Regions from separate parts of the Mus musculus genome. Here region 1 is linked to region 2. A link is a contact called in public ChIA-PET data. All regions are on one chromosome and are shown on one strand. Each heading gives the region's core, a stretch centred on a gene start, on an enhancer-like site or on the middle of the called end of the contact. The rest is flanking DNA. Distances are from core to core; before and after follow the strand shown.

Region 1 (6,184 bases), core at 1,933-4,432, 550 kb before region 2:
AAGATGAGAATCATTCCTCAGGGTATGACTGTCCATCACAGAAGGGAGAACGTATCCAGTACCTGACGTCTTGGAAGCATGCTGGGAAACCATGGGATCTACAGTGCCTTCAACACCTGAAGAAAGCCATGCAGAACAGAAATAAATGTACTGCAGAGACAGATCAGCAGAGGGGCGAAGGCTGGAGGTCAGTGCTGTTGTGACTCTCACTGCCCAGCCAACATGCACACCGGGTAATAACAAACACCTGAGAGTTATCAAGAACTGTTGTGATCCACACCGCACTGGTAAACTAAGGCCTACCATCGAAGAATCTGCATGTGGAAAAGAAGTTTACATTAAATTTCAATACATGTTACTAAGAAGTAAAGCACTGTCATTTTACTGCCTAATCTTCAAAACATTGAAAAGAAATTTGTTCAACTGAGCTACAATCTGTTTTCAGTAGGGGAAACATGCTGCCTTTAACACAGAGGGCAGGATATCATCCCATGAAATCATGATGTTTGAGTCCATCCTGCAAACAGGAAACAGGCTGCCCAGGTATAATTACAGCTGTAGCCTAAAGTGCCTCGGGTTCACCCAGAAATTAAAGCCCAAGGAGGAGGGTCAGCAGAATTCACTCTCTACCTTGCTACAGCCTGCAACTTTTAATGATACTCTCACCATGTTACATAACTAGCAGCACACAACAATCTGATTCAAACCTCATTAGCCACAGACTGCCACTGTTTCTCACTGCAATCAATGGCTACCTTTGCCAGAGGGCGAAGAAAGGCAACACACACATCATCTACCCAATGCTATGGCGCCCCCACCACAAAGAACCAGCTAAGCAGCCCCAGCCAGACGGCCCAGAACACACCACACATTTTACTTTCCCCAGGCTCATTGCTCTCTTCCTTCTTTTAACTATGCCATATCCTATATGGACACAAGGAAAACTCAATCTGAGTGTTTGGTACAGTAGGGTGCACAGGTTCCAGAAGCTGATAGAGCAACCCAACCAAAATAAATAACCAGATGTGATGGCACAGGCTTGTAATCTTAGCATCTGGAGGCAGAGGTACGAGTTCAAGGGCATTCTGGACTACATAGCAAGTCTGGGCCCAGTCTGGGTCACCAGAACACCTGTCTGGGAAGGAAGGAAGGAAGGAAGGAAGGAAGGAAGGAAGGAAGGAAGGAAGGAAGGAAGGAAAAGTCAGTTGAAAAGATTCACCTACAGGAAGTGACAAAATGATGAACGGCATTTGTGACAAAGACACTGCAGAAGTTGAAGTGGTAACAACAGTTATCTAAAGGACTGAGTGGGGAAACACTAAAGAAGGAGAGTGCCAAGGAGGTCACCACCTAGCAATCATACTCGCCTCACTATGCAGTCCCCCAGATGGCCTGGACCTCACACCTGTCTACCTGCCTGGTATTAGAGGTGTGGGCCACCATGCATGGCTACAAAACTATTTTTCCTCTAAGCTTAATATGTACAAACCTTATATAGGTTAGATTTTGATAGACCAATTCTTCTAAGTTGTTTTGGAATTTTATAATTTCTGGGGTTCATTTTAGAGGGGGAAAATGTTACCAAAAAGGGTAAAAGGAATAATGTGATTTGTTACTACTGCTACTAACCTCATCTGGATCATAAGCTCTGATAGAGCAGTTGAGTGTGAAACCGTCCTGCTCCATGGAGGAACTGTTTCCATACAACAGGCATTATGGGCTGGCATCTAGCAGAAACCCTCAACTACTACTCTAAGCGTTTCTAAACCTACTGGGTTTTCAACTTTAACGGTAACTCCCATACACTAAGAAAATCCAAGCACTCTTTGTTTAAAAAAGAAACACACAGCCAGAGTTGGTGATGGCTCACCCCTGTAATCCCAGCACTTGGAAGCTGAGGCAGGAGGATTGGCCAGAGTTCAAGGTCTGCCTAGCAAAACCCTGTCAGAAAGAAAAGAAATCACATGTACCCTTTCGCTTAGCCTCTGTCAAAGCAACCAACAAATTCCATTGATCGCCCAGTGTCCGTTGCTAGGTAGGCATACACTTGATAGTGCTAGGCAACAGGCATGATGTGATCAACTCCACCAGACTTCAAAACTTTTTCCACAGAAAGATAAACAAGATATACTTAGCACCACACCCATCTAAACGCAGCAGCAGCCAGAAATACCCACCCCCCACCCCCCTCCAGCTGCTCAGGAAACACTGTCTTTTACGATCAAGATAAAGATCTAGCCTACAGTGTTCGGCCGTTCCTGCCTTCCAGGTTGGCCGGGACTCCTTTCGCCGGGGCCATCACAAACCGGACACACACACACACACACACACACACACACACAGAGACACGCTTCGGATCGCTGGCACACCTCCAAATACCTCGACCATCCCCGCCAGCTCCTTCTGCAACCGAAAAGTCCGGGCCACTGAGCATGCTCTGACCCTAAGACGGCCGCCACCGGGGAAGTTCCCAGAGCTTAGGGTTCCCGGCTCGGCGCAGCCAGAAGCGCAGAGGAGAAAGGGCAGGGGGAGGGGATGGAGTCTGAACTTGGGCACGCATGCCCAAGGGAACCACCGGGACCGGGGCAGAGACAAAAGCTGCTTCGCTTCCTCACACAAAGTTTAGCGCAGCGAGGGAGCCTCTGCGACGTCCGGAGAGTGACGGGCGGGCGAGCGGGCGGGCGGGCGGGCGGGCGGGCGCAGGGGCGGGTCGCCGCCAGCCGGCTGGCCGGAGTGTAATTCCCACCGATAAGCGCGGATCCTTATCTCCCAGACACAAAGCGGCGGGGCGCGCGCTCGGCCTAGGCCGCCTGCGCGGCTCCGCGCGCGGGCCCGGGCGTCGGTGGCGCGCCGAGGTGGCAGCGGCCTCGTCCGCGCCGGCCTCGTCGGCCGCGCGGGGCCTCCTTAGCACCGGGGCCTCCCGCGCTGCGCGGAGCCCCGTCCCGTGCCGTCAGGTCCCGCGTGGGGAGCCTCTAGGCCTCCAGCCTCACGCGGGCCGCTGCCGCCGGCGCTTGTCCCTCCGCCGGGCCCCGAGCGCCCGCCCTGGGGCCCCTCACTCACCTCCCCGCCGCCCAGGCGCGCTCTCCTCACGCCGTCGCCGCGCTGTGCACGCGCCGCAACTTTATTAGCAGCTCGGCCCCGGGACAAGCGCTCGGCGCCCGCTCGCCGGGGACCCGGATGATGAGGGGGAGGGGGGGCGGCGGCGGAGGGCCGCGGCGGCCGGCGCATGCGCGTCGGGAGTGGCCGAGGCCTGGCTTCTGCTGTCCGCAGCGAGCCTGGAAGTGGCACTTGGGTTAGCCAAGCTCACCCGCCTTATAGCGAAACGGTCGTCCTCGCTCTGGAGAGCTGGAGACCTTTCTAGCCAATCTAAAGCGTTAAAAAGTATCTTCAGCTACAACTTCGCCGTTTTCATTGATTTGTAATAGAAACCCTAAGAGACAGAGACCTCTGGCTGAGCATCAGATACCACACAGCTTACTAGATGTAGCCTTAATATTGCTCCCAAAGGGGGAAAATCCTCTGCAGGTGGAGATAGTGCTGAACCCGGAGCTGAGGACGAGTGGCCATTTCTCAGGACACAGTCCCAGCTGTTCACGGGACACCGCCCCACATCTGGAAGCCGGGAGCGCCTTGAGCTCTCAGGCTTCAGCAAGTGGAGGCTTAGAGGTGCTCGAGCTGTCTTACAGGGTAGCTCTGTACTAATCCGGCTGTCTGGCTTCTCTTCCCCTCCAAACGGTCAGCTTGGACAGCAAGGGAAAGCTTTTTAAAATAGTTTCGTGTTTATTTTTAAAGGTCTTTAAAACTGATCCCCCCCCCCCCCACACACACACACCGGTTTTCTTTTTGAGTAAATTGGAACTATTTTTAACCTTTCCCAGTCAATCCCATCCTCCAATATCAATTCTGTAGATCCCTAATTCTGACAGTTTCTCCTCACTTTTATTACCACCTCCTCCGCCTGAACCAGGGTCACCTCACTTGACACACAAATGCGGCGGTTTCCATGTTTCTCCAGACTCCAACGGCTTGTTTCTATTTGGAAGAGATTAAATAAATGCCGTGAGGAGGCGTTTATGGAAGCAGCCATGTCAAAGGGTGATAGGTGAGAATCCGGCCAGAGCTGGGGAACTAGAGAGAGAGCACCAAGGGAAGGCAGCAGCTGTGACTGCAGCCAACCATCCGCAGGAAGAAATGTGGCAGTGTCCGCCCATTATTGGCAGATCTTCTGGCTTTTCGAAGAAAGTTGGAAATGCATCTTTTTCTATACTAAAAGGAAATCACACATTTATCTGATCAGCTGCCTCTTTGTCTCTTTCCTGGGCTCCCTGACCTGCCCTCCCCTTCTCTTTTTTAGACATTGAGAAGACTCACCCTGGTACAAGCCAAACAAAACAAGCCCATGGTCCCAATATAGCCTACAGGCCATCAGTGTGCAATCTCAGGTCTCCATCTTAAACTTCTTTACTACATCATAAACTCTGCGCAGGAGGACTCTGTATGCGCCAACACTGCCTGGCTTACTGATTCCTGGCTGTTAAGTCTTTGCTGTTACCGGCCCTTGGAAGGCATGGCTTCTGGAGCCTGGCATGGATTTACAACTCCCAGACGTACCTATAACCCTACTGAAAGAATGCCCTTTTTTCGGAACTGATGTTTGCAGCCGACTTTGCTTAATATTGTGTGTATCAGCGCCGTTCCTCACTTCAAGAAACTATTAAAAATCATTTCACAAATTGTGTGCATATTTGTAAGAACACTTCGTGAGTACTGGGGTCCTGTCCCGAACCGTGGGTATAATCCTAAAAGCAAGTATTTCACTTCCTCAACTGTGTATCTGCACACTGGGCAAATTAACTTGAGACTCCAGGCTCTCGGGTGGCTTTGTACATTCAGGCCAGGCCCTCAGTTACAAGAGATAATAACACAGAAAGGAAGCATGGGGGCTTTAGCAGCCAGTAGGACTCTTCCAGAGAATTGAGAAGTAACCTAAACTTCACAGGATGTAGAACTCAGAGGGCCCAGTATACAGTTGTCAAAGATTACTGTCAGGCTTGCCAGAGGCATAAAGAAGTCTTGCTTAGGGTAATCAACTGAATCTAAGAACAAATGTGGCACAGTGTGATCTGACCAGATGATACATGATGCATGCAGTGGGAATCAAGATCTGTAAATATATATCATAAGTAATATAAATAATATAAATATATAACTATATAGAGAAATATGATAAATAATATAGATATAAAGTATATATATCTATATATACACATACATAATTTCAAGATTTCTGGATCATTAAGCCCTGCAGTTGTCAGCCAGGAAACACAGTCCCCTGCCTTGCAATTTGAAGACTTTCTCTGTTGTCCCAGGCAGCATGGCCATGGGAACCTAGCAGGTAGATGCCAGAGATGATATAAACACCCCAATCAGTGGTTCTCAACCTTCCTAATGTTGTGACTCTTTAATATAGTTCCTCATGTGTGGTGACCCCCCAACCATAAAGTTATTTTTCTCGCTACTGTATAACTGGAATTTCGCTATTGCTATGAATGTCTGTGTTTTCTGCTGGTCTTAGGCATCCCCTGTGAAAAGGTTGTTTAACCCCCAATGGGATTCTGACACACGGGCTGAGAACAACTGCCTTAAATGTATACAATGACCTCCTTGTGCTAAGAACTACACAGCTCCCATGGTGACGTGAAAGAGCAAGAAACCTCAACCTCCAAATCCTTTGTACTTGATTACATTTCCTTTAAGAAGAAATTGGGCCTTTTCTCCCCAACTCTTTCGATATTGATTACGTTAGTCATTTGATAAACAGAATTAGCCTAAAGGGTTTATCCATGGCCCACTCCCACTTTACATTTTTCCTGACCCAAGAAGTAAGCAATTTTCAGGAAAATTGGGAAAACACATAGATCATCTTCTCTTATGTTTTATTTTTAAATATAAAATAATTGAGGCGAGGTGGGTTTTGGTTGAAAATTATTAATAAATATTTTAAGTCCACATTTTTGCTTTAACTCAGAAGACCCTCCCTAATATACCTACACATCCAGTGGAGCTAGAAGAATCCAGGGTTTGGTGGCATCACCCAACAGAAGCATCAAGGAGTGACATTATCACAGGCATCCACACCTTCATAGCCCCCCAGAGACACCCGCCATCCTCAGTTATGGAACGT
Region 2 (6,215 bases), core at 192-2,691:
GATCTCAACTGAGGACAGCAAGCAGCTGCTATAGCTGGCACCAGGACTACAGCCACAATCAGCTCTGTCACTCTTGAAGCTGGTAGCCATCTTGGTTTGGCTTCATTGAAGCCAAACTCTCTAGAAGAAAGACTTACTGTATCCGGCCTGCCTTCCAAAAATCACACAAGAAAGGTCATTAAGAGGAATTTACTGCCGGGCAGTGGTGGCGCATGCCTTTAATCCCAGCACTTGGGAGGCAGAGGCAGGCGAATTTCTGAGTTCGAGGCCAGCCTGGTCTACAGAGTGAGTTCCGGGACAGCCAGGGCTATACAGAGAAACCCTGGCCTCACTCGCCATCCTCTTCAGCTTTGAGTACAATGCTCACCCTGCCCTCAGCAGACAGGTTTCTTCTTGCAGTGGATAGGGATTAACACAGACCACAGCTGGACGATGTGCTGAGCATAAGGGACTTTGGAATGCTCAGACCGAAGTGGGATGTCTTCCTCAAAGCCTTCCTCAGGGCTCATGGATCTCTGCAGCAGAGGGGACAGAAAGATTGTAAAAGCCAGAGGGGATAGGTGACTCCAGAGAAACAGTGTCTTTCAGATGCAGCAGGACTGATGCACATATAAACCCACGGGGACCATGGCAGCACACAAGACCTGAACACACTCAAGCCAAACAGGGTTCCAGCATGGAGAGCGGGGAAGGAACAAGGAGCCCCAACCCTTACCAGGAAGCTTTCTACAACCGATACCCGTTGGCAAAGGAAAAATCTGGGGTTTTGGTTGGTTGGTTGGTTGGTTGGTTTGGTTTTGGTTTGGCCCCCAATGGAGTCTCAGTCTGTCAGCCACACTTCAGGGTAGGCCCTCTGCCCACCCATAGTTAGCCAACACAAAAAAATGAACTCCAGGACTCGTGTGTGTGTGTGTGTGTGTGTGTGTGTGTGTGTGTGTGTGTTATGTGTGCTGTCTGTTTCTTTTTGTCTTTTTGTTTCTGTTTGTTTTGGTTATGTTTGTTTGGTTTTTTTGAAAGGGGAAATCATAAAGCCGAGGGTATAGGGAGGTGGAAAGGGTCTGGGAGGAGTCCGGGTGGGGAAAACATGATAAAAATTTGAGAGAGAGAGAGAGAGAGAGACCCACAGCACAAATGATCAACAGTTCTGTGGCTGTCACACACACAAACACATATACCACCACTACCACAACAACAAACACCACCACCACCAGAACTCCTCCACAGCACCCGTGGCAGCTTGTGAACCTGAATAATGCTCTATTTCTTGAGCTAAGCAGTGTTGACCAGACTGACACTGTGAAAGTTCTCAGAGCGCAGGCTCGACATTTCTACATTTTTATATTATCTCAGGTTTTAATTTAAGTTTACTTAGAAGCCATGTTGTCTGCTAGGACCAGGAAATTAACCACAGTTGTGTTTGAAAACCCTCTTCCTTTTCGATGAAGAAGCTGAAAACCAGTCACGCCCAGTACAGCTACCAACTCGGCCTAAGTAAACACGGTGAGAGGCCTTGGCAGAAACTTACATTCATTGCCTTTCTCTCTCTCTCTCTCTCTCTCTCTCTCTCTCTCTCTCTCTCTCCCTCCCTCCCTCCCTCCCTCCCTCCCCCCTCTCCCTCCCTCCCCCCTCTCCCTCCAGCTCCCTCTGTCCCTCCCTGGAAGTGGGGGGGGGAGAGATCTAAGAGAGAGATCTGGCTATATAGTTTATCTCTTCTTCCAGAGAGATCAGTTAAACTACATTTCCCAGCCTCCCTTGTGGGCAGGTGCAGCCATACAGTGAATCCTCGCCAATAGAATGCTCAAAGAGGTCACCAGTGGTGAGTGTGAATTCCAAGTCTGGCTCATACCACTGTCTTGCACAGCCCCAGTTACCTTCTCTAACATCCTGGGAAAGCTCTTTTATGTGCTAGAGAAGCACAAAGCCATAGACTGAAAAGAACCTGGGCTCAAAGCAACCATCTGGAGGAGAGCCATTTGGGGGTGTTACCTGACCAGAAACAAAGAGACAAATGGACCAGCAAGGAGTAAGGTGTGAGGTGCACAGCAACAAAGCCTACCCCATCACACATAAGCTCTTCCACTATGAGGCACACACATCCTATGCGCTAACCCACTTGCACTGTCTATTTAGAGACAGACCCCACAAAATTTTAAGTCTCCCAGAAAACATAGTGACCTCTCAACCTGCAACCTATTGACTTAAAAAAAAGATTTATCTTTATTTCTTATGTGTATGAAGGTCTTTCATGCATATGCACCATATGTGTGCCTGGTGTCCCCCAAGGCCAGAGGACAGCTTTATATACCCTGGAACTGGGGTTTTAGAAGGTGGTGAGCTGTCAGGTGGGCAATGGGAACCAAACTCAGGTCTCCTTCAAAGGCAGCAAGTGCTCTTAACCACTGAGTCATCTCTCTGCCCCAGACTTTTAAAGCAAAACAAAAACCAACCAACCAAAAACCAAAACAAAACAAAACAAAAACCAAAAACAAAGAATTCACAAAAGAACTGGTCACTGTCTAGCTCTCAGGTGACCAAAGCTGTGAATCCAGAGGGAGAAATTCATTGTTATATTAAGAGCTGAATATCCTGTCTTATGTCTTTGCATCTCTTAAAAATTCTGTCTTCCCATTGCAGACAGAGAGCTCACTTAGACCAGCGGCATTCTGGAGCCGCTTAATAAAGGGCTTGACCGTTCTTAACCACCAGGGGGCGATACCACGTAACTGAAGTAGACAGTAACTGCAGAAAGGGTGGGACCCCTCTGGCAGGTATTCCAGTGCGGTGGCCAGAGAGTTCTTGGATAAATGGGGAGGGGACAGCTAAGAAGGCTTCTTTGACACCTGGCTCCCACTTACACACACACACACACACACACCCCCACACCCCCCCCCCACACACACACACACACGCACGCGCGCGCGCACCATCGTTGTTCCAAGGGCTACCCTACCTGTATGTTTTTCTGCACGTATAAAAACTCAGTAGCTGGAAGATTTAGCTGCAGGGGTTATGTAATAACTATGCTACCTGCTACCAAAACTTCTAAACACGTAGCTGTTGGAAAATGAAAACACGGGGTCAGGGTGGGGGAAGAGAGCACACATGTCGTGCAGAGCCACGGACCTGCAAGAAAACAGTTTCTTCCACATCACTCTGTGGTTTCCTAGTAAAACCGAAGGCTGCGAGTTCTGCTTCCTGGAATGGGAGCTTGCTTCCCCTCACCCCCATAACGAGCCCTTGCTAAAAATACCTACAAAAAGCTCAGCCTGTTTAACAGCACCAAAGAGCAACTGAAGATTTGTAGAGCAAGATGAAAGAGAGATGGGAACTCCCGAGTTCAGTGTATAGCCCAGCGGCTTAGCAGAACTTTTGATGAGCACCCCAGCCAAAAGAGTATTCAATACGCAGCTTGGGTTTTCAATTGGGGTCTCATATCCACAGCTCCAGAAAGAGAGGATTTTAGGTCAGGTTTCCTAAAGATAGACCAAGACAGACACTTACAAGCAGACCTGAATCAGGAGATATGACCTCAAGGAAGCTACAAGGAGAAAAGAGACAAGGAAGAGAAGTGGGAGCATACATGAGAGAGGGGCTGAGACTGAACAGTCTTTTTCAGGCCTGGAGGCTGGGGATAATTACCAGTAATTCCCTTTGGAGAACGTTGACTCTACAGAGTTAACTCTTGACTTTCCATGTTGTCCCAGAATCTTTTTAGGAGCATAGAAAATTAGGGGTGGGGATGGGGGAGATGCAATCTAAAAGTCTAAACAAAGGAGATGTAAAAATTCTAATATTAGATAAATAGATTTTAAGATACATTTTAAAGAAGAAAAGTGACCATTTCGTAATGGTGTAGAACAATTCATTTCCTAATAAATTCACAGTCCTAGCCTGTCCATAGCTCACAATATAGGTTTAATGTGTTCATATGCAAATCATGTTATATGTGTATGTAAGCACATGCAGACACATACATAAATGTATCTAATGCATCAAAAGATGCAGTCACAACAGACAGAATTAAGACAGATGGACCAATCAAGACTTGGAATACAAGACTTCCACACATCTCACTCCAGACCTGACAAGAAATCAGCCAGGACATTGAAAATCTGAAAACTATAACGAATAGACCTGGCTTAATTGATATATAAAACATGTCCCTAGTGATAATAAAATTCAAATTATTGCCAAGTGGATATGAACATTTTAACAGAGGAGAGCCATATGCTGAGCCCAAAAGAACTTCAACAGTTTTCTGTGCTTATGATCACCTGTTATTAGTGTGTGTTAGAAGTAAGCCAGAAAAAAGCACCAAAATTCTGATGTGCCAAACGTCAAATATGTGCTTTACAAATAATAACCTAGAGTTGGAGGCTGGGGAGCTGTTAAAAACACTTGCTGTTCTTGCAGAGAACCCACATGACTGCTCACAACCAACTCTAGCTCAGGCCAGCCTGGGCTGCAGAACCACTATCTCCAGAAAGAAAAAGAAAAAAAAAATTAAAAGAGGCACTAGATAAAAACAGGAAAGCATATAATCTCAGTCATTTAATTTGGGTGACTGAAAAATTCAACTGAAAGGAATTAATTCTTGGTAAAGTAAGTATCGAGACTGACTAAGAATAGATAATTTTAATAAGATAACTTAAATAAACTAAGACTAGATCATTTAAATAATACTTTACTCAAGAAATGGATCTTGTAATTCAAAATCTTTCCACCAAGGAAAACTCCAGACAGCTCCGTTAATTTCTGTCAAGTTTATATATCAAGAATGAATCTAGTACAACTGATATAATATCAAATCTTCCCGGGAATTTAAAAAGGAAGGAGAATCGTCATTCAGATTACATTTTCAGCAAGTTATTTTGAGTGTGTCAACAAGCTGATTCTAAAATTTACATGGAGAAGCAAAAGACCCAGAATGGGCAGCACTGGGTGAGAGCCAACAGAGGTGAAGTATGATGCAGGCTCAAGATGTCATAGAAAGCCGTAGCCATGGAGACAGGAGGTCTAGGGGCAGAACGGACAAATGGCTGAGTGGGAGGAACAGACAGCCCAGAAATAGATCCACAGGAGTGTGGATTACTGGACTTTGACACAGTAATCTTATGCGCCTAGCAATGCGCCCCAACATAGACCTTGGATGCTTTACAACACTAGGTGAAATAGGTCACAGACTCTAAATGTAAAACAAAAAAATATAAAAATCCCTGCATGATATTAAAGAAGAAAGCCTAGGTGAGCAGGGCTTGGCAATGATTCTAGAAACAACACCAGAGGCACAACCTATAGAAGACATCATTTGCAAGATAGACTTCATTCGTTTATTGAATGTGTCTGGGGGCTGGATAGATGGCTCAGAAGCTAGGAGCTAAGAGCTCTTGAGGACCTAAGTTTAGTTCCCAGCACTCATGTGGTGGCTTCTAACCATCTGTTACTCCAGTTCCAGGGGATCCGATGCTTGCATGAATCTCCCATCACTGGTTGCATGGTTCATATGCATGCGTGCAGGCAAAGCACGCATACACATAACATTTTAAAATCTTAAAAAAAAAAAAAAAGACTACCTTCTGTCTTAATCCAGTGGACAACATTCTGGAAAAGTGAACCCTTCAGAAACAGTTTTTTGTTTGCTTGTTTGCTTGCTTGCTTGTTTTGTTGTTGCTTTTAAATTCAACAGTTGCCAATTATTGGAGAGTGGGAGTGGGGAAGGTAAATAGGCAGAGGCTGAGATGTTTTAGGTAGTAACATTGCTTGCATGATGCGACATTGGAAACCACACACCATCCACTAGACCTTTGTAAAAAACCACTGCAATAAGTAACACCTAAACAGAGTAAACTAGTGTAAACCACGGTCTTTGTGTGACCATGACATGTTAGAATGGCTTGCCACTTGTAACTCATGATGGCTTTGGGGAGTGGTGTTGATGATGGGAGAGGCTGTAATAGTAAGGACTCCAAACCATGGGGTACAGGAATACAAAGTATCAAAGCACCAGTAGCCACCAAACTTCCACATTGCTAAAACTGATACAGAATAGATACAGAACAGTCTGTATCCGTTTTATTTAATGATTTCTTAAGGAGGTGTGGAACTAGAAAAAGATGGTTTAACTGGGAAAGGGAAAAAGTGAGGGAGAAGGGAGTAAGGAGAGAAGTTCTGGGATGGAAGAGAAAAGAGAAAGAGATTAGAAAACACAGATATAG

Evidence for each region. ChIA-PET counts read pairs in DNA pulled down with a chosen protein or histone mark.
Region 1: an RNA polymerase II ChIA-PET map of memory CD8 T cells shows a contact between it and region 2, with 29 read pairs. The contact joins the promoter of Smad5 here to the enhancer-like site in region 2. A contact is called at or near these places in 1 of 39 promoter capture datasets (pre-B cells), 1 of 484 Hi-C or Micro-C datasets (the G1E-ER4 cell line) and 2 of 115 datasets of contacts at active chromatin or transcription factors (embryonic limb bud and memory CD8 T cells).

What each region holds. Positions count from the first base shown.
Region 1 is chr13:56,700,008-56,706,191 of GRCm38.p6, reverse strand. Smad5 (SMAD family member 5) reads right to left here and starts at 3,182. Exons shown (of 7, transcript NM_008541.3): 1 at 3,061-3,182.
Region 2 is chr13:56,148,532-56,154,746 of GRCm38.p6, reverse strand. No RefSeq gene overlaps it. Among named protein-coding and RNA genes, the nearest start is that of Gm31657, 15 kb to the left of the region's middle. Within about 2 kb of position 1,441, at least 58 of the 459 cell types and tissues checked have an H3K27ac peak or open chromatin away from gene starts, as enhancers often do. A contact at or near this core is called in memory CD8 T cells and pre-B cells, where this site is marked.